2 separate regions of the Gossypium hirsutum genome follow, and region 2 is linked to region 1. The links are chromatin contacts, called in public Hi-C maps. All regions are on one chromosome and are shown on one strand. Each heading gives the region's core, a stretch centred on a gene start, on an enhancer-like site or on the middle of the called end of the contact. The rest is flanking DNA. Distances are from core to core; before and after follow the strand shown.

The links. Hi-C and Micro-C count contacts between places; a contact is called where the count stands out from the background.
Region 2: a contact with region 1 is called in a Hi-C map of leaf, with 2.7 times the contacts expected there. The contact joins the promoter of LOC107925997 here to the promoter of LOC107920028 in region 1. A contact is called at or near these places in 10 of 34 Hi-C or Micro-C datasets (callus, fibers, hypocotyl and 2 more).

Annotation. Positions count from the first base shown.
Region 1 is chrD13:26,349,284-26,352,322 of Gossypium_hirsutum_v2.1, reverse strand. It overlaps LOC107920028 (protein MODIFIER OF SNC1 11), which reads right to left and starts at 1,451. Exons shown (of 7, transcript XR_005922849.1): 1 at 1,003-1,451; 2 at 7-87.
Region 2 is chrD13:26,583,242-26,586,205 of Gossypium_hirsutum_v2.1, reverse strand. It overlaps LOC107925997, which reads right to left and starts at 1,269. Exons shown (of 4, transcript XM_016856765.2): 1 at 956-1,269; 2 at 623-795. The coding sequence starts at 1,034.

The DNA.
Region 1 (3,039 bases), core at 202-2,701:
CAAAACCTCTCTGCTCTGGCTTTCCTCTTCAAGTCCTCTGATTGCTTAGATGCTTCTGATCCATTCGTGCTGGGCCCAGTGCCGAACCTGCAAAATGGTTGGTCCACACTCAACAAGTTAGAAACAAAAAGAAGTCAAGAAATGAAAGTCAACATCCACAGCTACAGCTTTACCACCAACAAAACTCTTCTATTACAACATTTTAAGGCTCTGTTACAGGAAAACACTATCTTCCCAGCCATTTTCAAATTGGTTTGCACGTTCCCATCAAGGAACACTAGCAACCCAATTCAGTAAGACTAAAGTCCCTTAATAAATTGTTCACTCCAAAATTATAACGTAAAACAAATCATTCAGGAACTTCAAAATTTATCTATTCATTTAATTAGAATTATGTATTTATATTAAAAACCATACACACACATCCAATTTATAGTATTTTGTTCTTGCTAAACTTAGCTGGATAAGACTACCCTATCGACTTAGGTTTCACAAAAGTAGCAAGTTACCTTTCAATTTTCGTTTTAATATCAGACTGATCTCCGTTCCTTGTAACACTGCTTTAAGAAGCCATATAGTTTCCCTCTAATTATATAGAACTAAGTTAAGATTTGCCTTAAATTGCCAAGTTGTCCCAGGCGAACATGCAAGCAAGCTTAGTAACTAGGTAAGACTTTGATCTAATTGGGTTATAGTCACCTCTAGAGAATCAACGGATAAATTAATAAAATCCAGGATACGATAAGCTCCAACATGAAGAGCAAGACAAAAGGAAAAACTACAGGAACGAATTCAATAGCAATAATCTATGGTTCTAAGCACCTCAAGATCCAAGAATCGAATGCCATTTCAAGAAATTTATCCGAATAGACATTTTCAGAAATCAATCAAAATAAAAAATCAAATTCTTCTCTTATCGTTAGAAGTTCTCATCGACTAGGTACAAAACCAAAAAGAAAAACCCTGAATACCCGATAAACCCGGGGAGATTAAAGTAGTTACCTCTCAGCCCTAGAATTACGCTTCTCTTGCTCAGACAACTGGACCGGTACGCCGAACCGCTCAGCTCGGCGAATCTTCTTCTGGATGTCGCTAACGGGAGCGCTGCCACCCCCAGAGACGGAGCCCCCAGCAGTCCCGCCAGTCTTCGAACCCTCGCTCTCCTTAAGAGGTACTTCAGAAGCAGAAGTATCAGAGCTAGGAGGATCTAACTTATCGGTGGAAGGCAGAGCGGGCTCCGCGGTCTTCTTAGAGATCGGTTCTGCGGATGAATTGGCGACGGAGGATGGAGCCGCGGAGTTTCTTGCGGTAGCGAGGGGTTTATCGGCGGTGGTTGCCATCGGAATGGTAGGTAGAGTTGCGTGAAGAGTAGGAGCCAAGACCTAAGAGAGTGAGCGGTGAGGATCACTGTCTTCTCTTACTCGCTGGTTAAGGATTAAATAATAAAGGCAAGAAGGTTTTCTCGTTTCGCCTACCCTTTTTCTTCATTCGCTGTTGTTGGGCCGGATGGCCTGCTAAGACCGACTCTCAATTAACATACTTTTTATTTTGAGTTGAAGTTAATTAAGGATAAAATCAATTTTTTAAAATTTTTTAAAATTTTTAAAATTTTTAAAAATTTTCAGTTGAATGGAGTTTTAGTTGGTTTAACCGGTTTGTAATGGTTTTTGATTTAATCATTTCAAAATTACTTTCCATATTGATCTTTCGGTTACTTCCTATCCAATGGACTAGTCAAGTCCGGTTCAAACAAAACTGATTAAAATATTCTTAAAATTTATTCATTGTACTTAAAAAAGAAGTCTTCTTATTTATTTGATTTGAAGATTTCAATCTAAATATTAATATTGTTAGTACTTTTTATCAAAACTTATCAAATTGATATGTTAATAAACTGTTCTCATATAACGTCACATATGATTGACTAAAAATAAACATGTTAAGTTTACAAATTTTGACAATAATTAAAAACAACAATAATGATTAGACTAGAATTTTTAAATTAAAAAAGTAAAATAATTAAAATTTTAACTTTTAAAGTACAGAGATTAAATCTCAAATTTTAAATAAGTACATGAACTAATAGCATATTTTAACAATTAAATAATTAAATTAATTTATTGAGAGAGTTATAATGGTAGTAAGTTTTTTTTTAATTGTTTCTTTAGATTTTTAAACATACATACATTAAGAGAATTATAATCTAAAAAATTATTGGATACACCTTGCAAGCGAGTTGAGGGTTTACTAAAATAGGTTTGCTTAGTTTCAAGTCTCGAGACAAGAACTCATTTATTTCAAGACACATAAACATTGAAGTTAAAGGTTTGAAACATGAGAGATATGTCTCGAGACCTATCTAGAGACATAAGATGCCAAGTCTAGAGACATGAACCCCAAAGTCTCGACATTCTATCATCGAAAAAAAAAACAAAGGGATAACATGTCTTAAGACATCCAATTGAGTTTTGATTTGAGTTTGAACCCTATATAAACTGATTTGTCACAATTTACAGTGGCAAGTTAAGATCTTTTCATGACTCAAGGAGCTTGTATTCAAGTAGTTTTACGTATTTAATGTTTATTTTAGAATTATTTAGTTTTTAGTTTAAATTGAATAAAACGAGCTTTTAGTGTGGTTTTATGACCTATTAGGCCAGTTTGGACCTAAGGGAAGATTGATGTGTTGATTGAGTATGTAGAACATCGTCTTAGGTTGAGGAGTTAGTGGACTGCCCTAGAATGTCACAACATCAAAGATGAAAGTCGCGGCATCCAACTTTGAAGCAAAAAGGAGCTTTAAGGCATTAATTTTACGACAACCAACTATCAATGTCATGACACCCAACTTCAAACTTAAAGAAATTATATTTGAAGTCTAATGTCACGACAACCAATTTCGAAGCGAAAAAGGGGTGCAATCAATGTTCAATGTCGCAACATCTGTGATGTCGCAACACCGGTTTGATGAGGCCCAACTTATAGATAAGGGTGTTTTCATCTGCACAATGATAATTAACACATTGAATAATTTGTAAA
Region 2 (2,964 bases), core at 20-2,519, 230 kb before region 1:
GTAGTGATTGAATGCATAATAAGGATCTATATTACGCCAGCATCCGTACAAAAGAGAAAATTCAAAGATTATAACTTCCAATGAGTTTCCATTAGCAAAAACAAGGTATTTTAGAGTATATGATACGAATAATTAGGAAATTAGATTTTAGGTCACTTGTTTTACTACAAACTATCATATGGGTCATAAACTTTTAATTTCATCAAATTAAATCACTAAACTTTTATTATTGACAAATTAGGTCACTTATGCCTATTCTCTTGAATAAATTTATGGTTCAAAATGTATATGTGACTCATTAATTATGTTCATGAAATAGTCAATTACTTATGCATGCTGATACAAAATTTCCCGTTAGCATAAGTAATCTAATTTCTTAATAATCGACGTTCAGAAATACATAAATATCAATGTTAAGTTCAAGTATGTTATGGTAAAATCCTAACCAATAAACATAAGTAGAAGCATAAAATTTCTAAACAGAACAACGGAAGACACCCTTTTTAAACTTAAAACTAGGCATAAATCTCTGTTTTAACATCAATTCTCTACTAATTAGTAATAATACGATCAAGAGAAAATAGTTTTGAAATTTGAAAATCAAGGTGCATTATTTAAGAACCTGCCAAGATTCTTGTCCCTTGAACGAATAAACGACGTTGATTTTGGTGACATCGGGCAACAACGTGGTGTTCTCTCCTTTACATTCGAAATAAACAGTCGGTTTTGAAATCCAATCATGCGTGCGGAATATTTCAATTGAATCCAATGTAACCTCAAACGATGAAATTAATCCTAAAATAAATCAAAGAAAAAGAGAGATTCTTACATTTCGAATTTTCAGCTCAATAACATGAATTTCATATATTAAACGAATCCTAAACAACAATCGGCTACCAGAAAACAAGTCCGGAATTCCCGTTTCTGTACATTTTTCTCGGGAAAGTTATATTACCTGGAAAACAGCCAAACAAGATCCACCAAACGAGAAAATGGAAGGAAATTCTTGAATTTAGCAGATGGGGATTCGACATAGCGAGCTAAAACAATTCGATTTCTCGATAAAACAATGCAAAATGGAAAAAAAATGAACAATAAAATCACAGAATATTAGCGGTCCTTTCGTCCCTCTAATTTTCTTTTATTAATTAAATATTTGTTAAAACGAAGAAATTCAGGAAAAAAACTATAAGAGAAATGGCGGTATTGAAAGTTTTTTTTCCTTTTTTGCGTGAAGAGAGAGAAAAGAAAGCCAAAAACTAAAGAAACAAAGATCCGTTGCTGACCGGTTCGCGCTGCGGGTAATTGGACGAAAGGAATGTACACGTGGCCACATCGTAAGTGGCTTAAGTTCGTTCGTTCAATTGGCCTGTTATGGAACACTAGGAATACAATGTTGACATTTATTTTTTTTTTCCAGATTATTTTCTAAAACGTGTGCTTTTTTTTTTCAATATTAAACAATTTCATCCACATGCATAATTTTGTAACGAAATTTGACATACATTCCCTAGGAATTAAGTGATAACTGTATACTGAACTTAACATCTATGTGTATTGAAGTTAAAGTGAACTTCAAAGATTCCATCAAGGATCTTGTACTTCACTTGATACGGGTTTGACCTTAGTTGGCCTATAGGTGTTAAGGTTTGGCTTTAGATTTTGTTCGCCAACTTCTCCCAAAACTTATAAATCCCTTCTACTTCCCCTATTACCCCATCCTTTACAGATTCAAACCTTAATCTCTTCAAATACTTTAAAATTATTTCAATACTTGTTACTATAACTCAGTTTATTCTGTATGTGTGTTTCCCCCTACTATTTGTTATTATTAGTGTAATTCATTTTTTTCTTGAATATGTTAAATGTTATATTATTTTTATTGTAATGACAACAAATTAAATTTTTTTGTATAATATGTTATTAAAAATTATTAAATTTTGTGGTATTGTTCCCATGTTAGTATTTTAATATTTTACAACCTCAACTAACAAGATAACCATTGATTTATCAGTTTAGTAAATTGTAATGGACCAATTATGATGACTGATCGTATTTTTTAAGGAGGGAAGAGTTGTAACGACCTGATTTTAAGTGTTATCGAAAAATACAGTTTTAAAATTATATATCTGTAAACTGAGTCCATAAGGATGAAATATTAATGGAGTTACTAAAAAATATATTGAAGATCGGTTAAGAAATTTAACCAAGAAAATAGTTAATTAAAGCTCAAAGGCTAAGTGGTAAAAGTTCAATCGCTATTAAGTTTTAATTTAGAAAATGTTTGAGAAACTAGATAACAATTATCTAAAAGGCTAAAATGGTTATTAAATCATTGTTTTCATATGGTTAGCGGGAAATGATGATTGTTAACCTTAATGATAATGGTTAAATAATGTAAATGTAAATTAATTAGTTTAATTCATATTAATTAAGAATAATCATAGTATATATAACAACTAAGTGGGATGAAAGATGACATTCTTCATCTTCTTCCACCGTCCCTTGAAGAGAAAAGAAAATAAAAAGCATCAAATTCCTCATACATTCAGCCATCCAAATTCTATAAGTAATTAAGTTAATTTCTTCAAATTATTATAGATTTATGATCATCAGAGCTTGATTTAGCTAGCTCATGTATTAATTTGTTCAATTGTTTAGTTTTTAGCAAGTTTTCATTAAAGAGAAATTGATGATTTTGAGCTTAATGTGAGGAAATTGATAGTTAATAGGCATAGATTGTAAAAAGGGACTAAATTAGAAACTAAGTTAAGTTTGTTAGATAACTTTGAAACATTAGGGACCAAATTGAATGAATTGAAAACTATCATGAAATTATGCTATAGATAGAAAGTATAAGGTCTATAATGAAAGAATGTGAAATTAGATTTTAATCCAATGTTAGATATTGAAAAATACGAGCAACTCAGATATAGAGACTAAATTGAATAAAATGCAAAATAT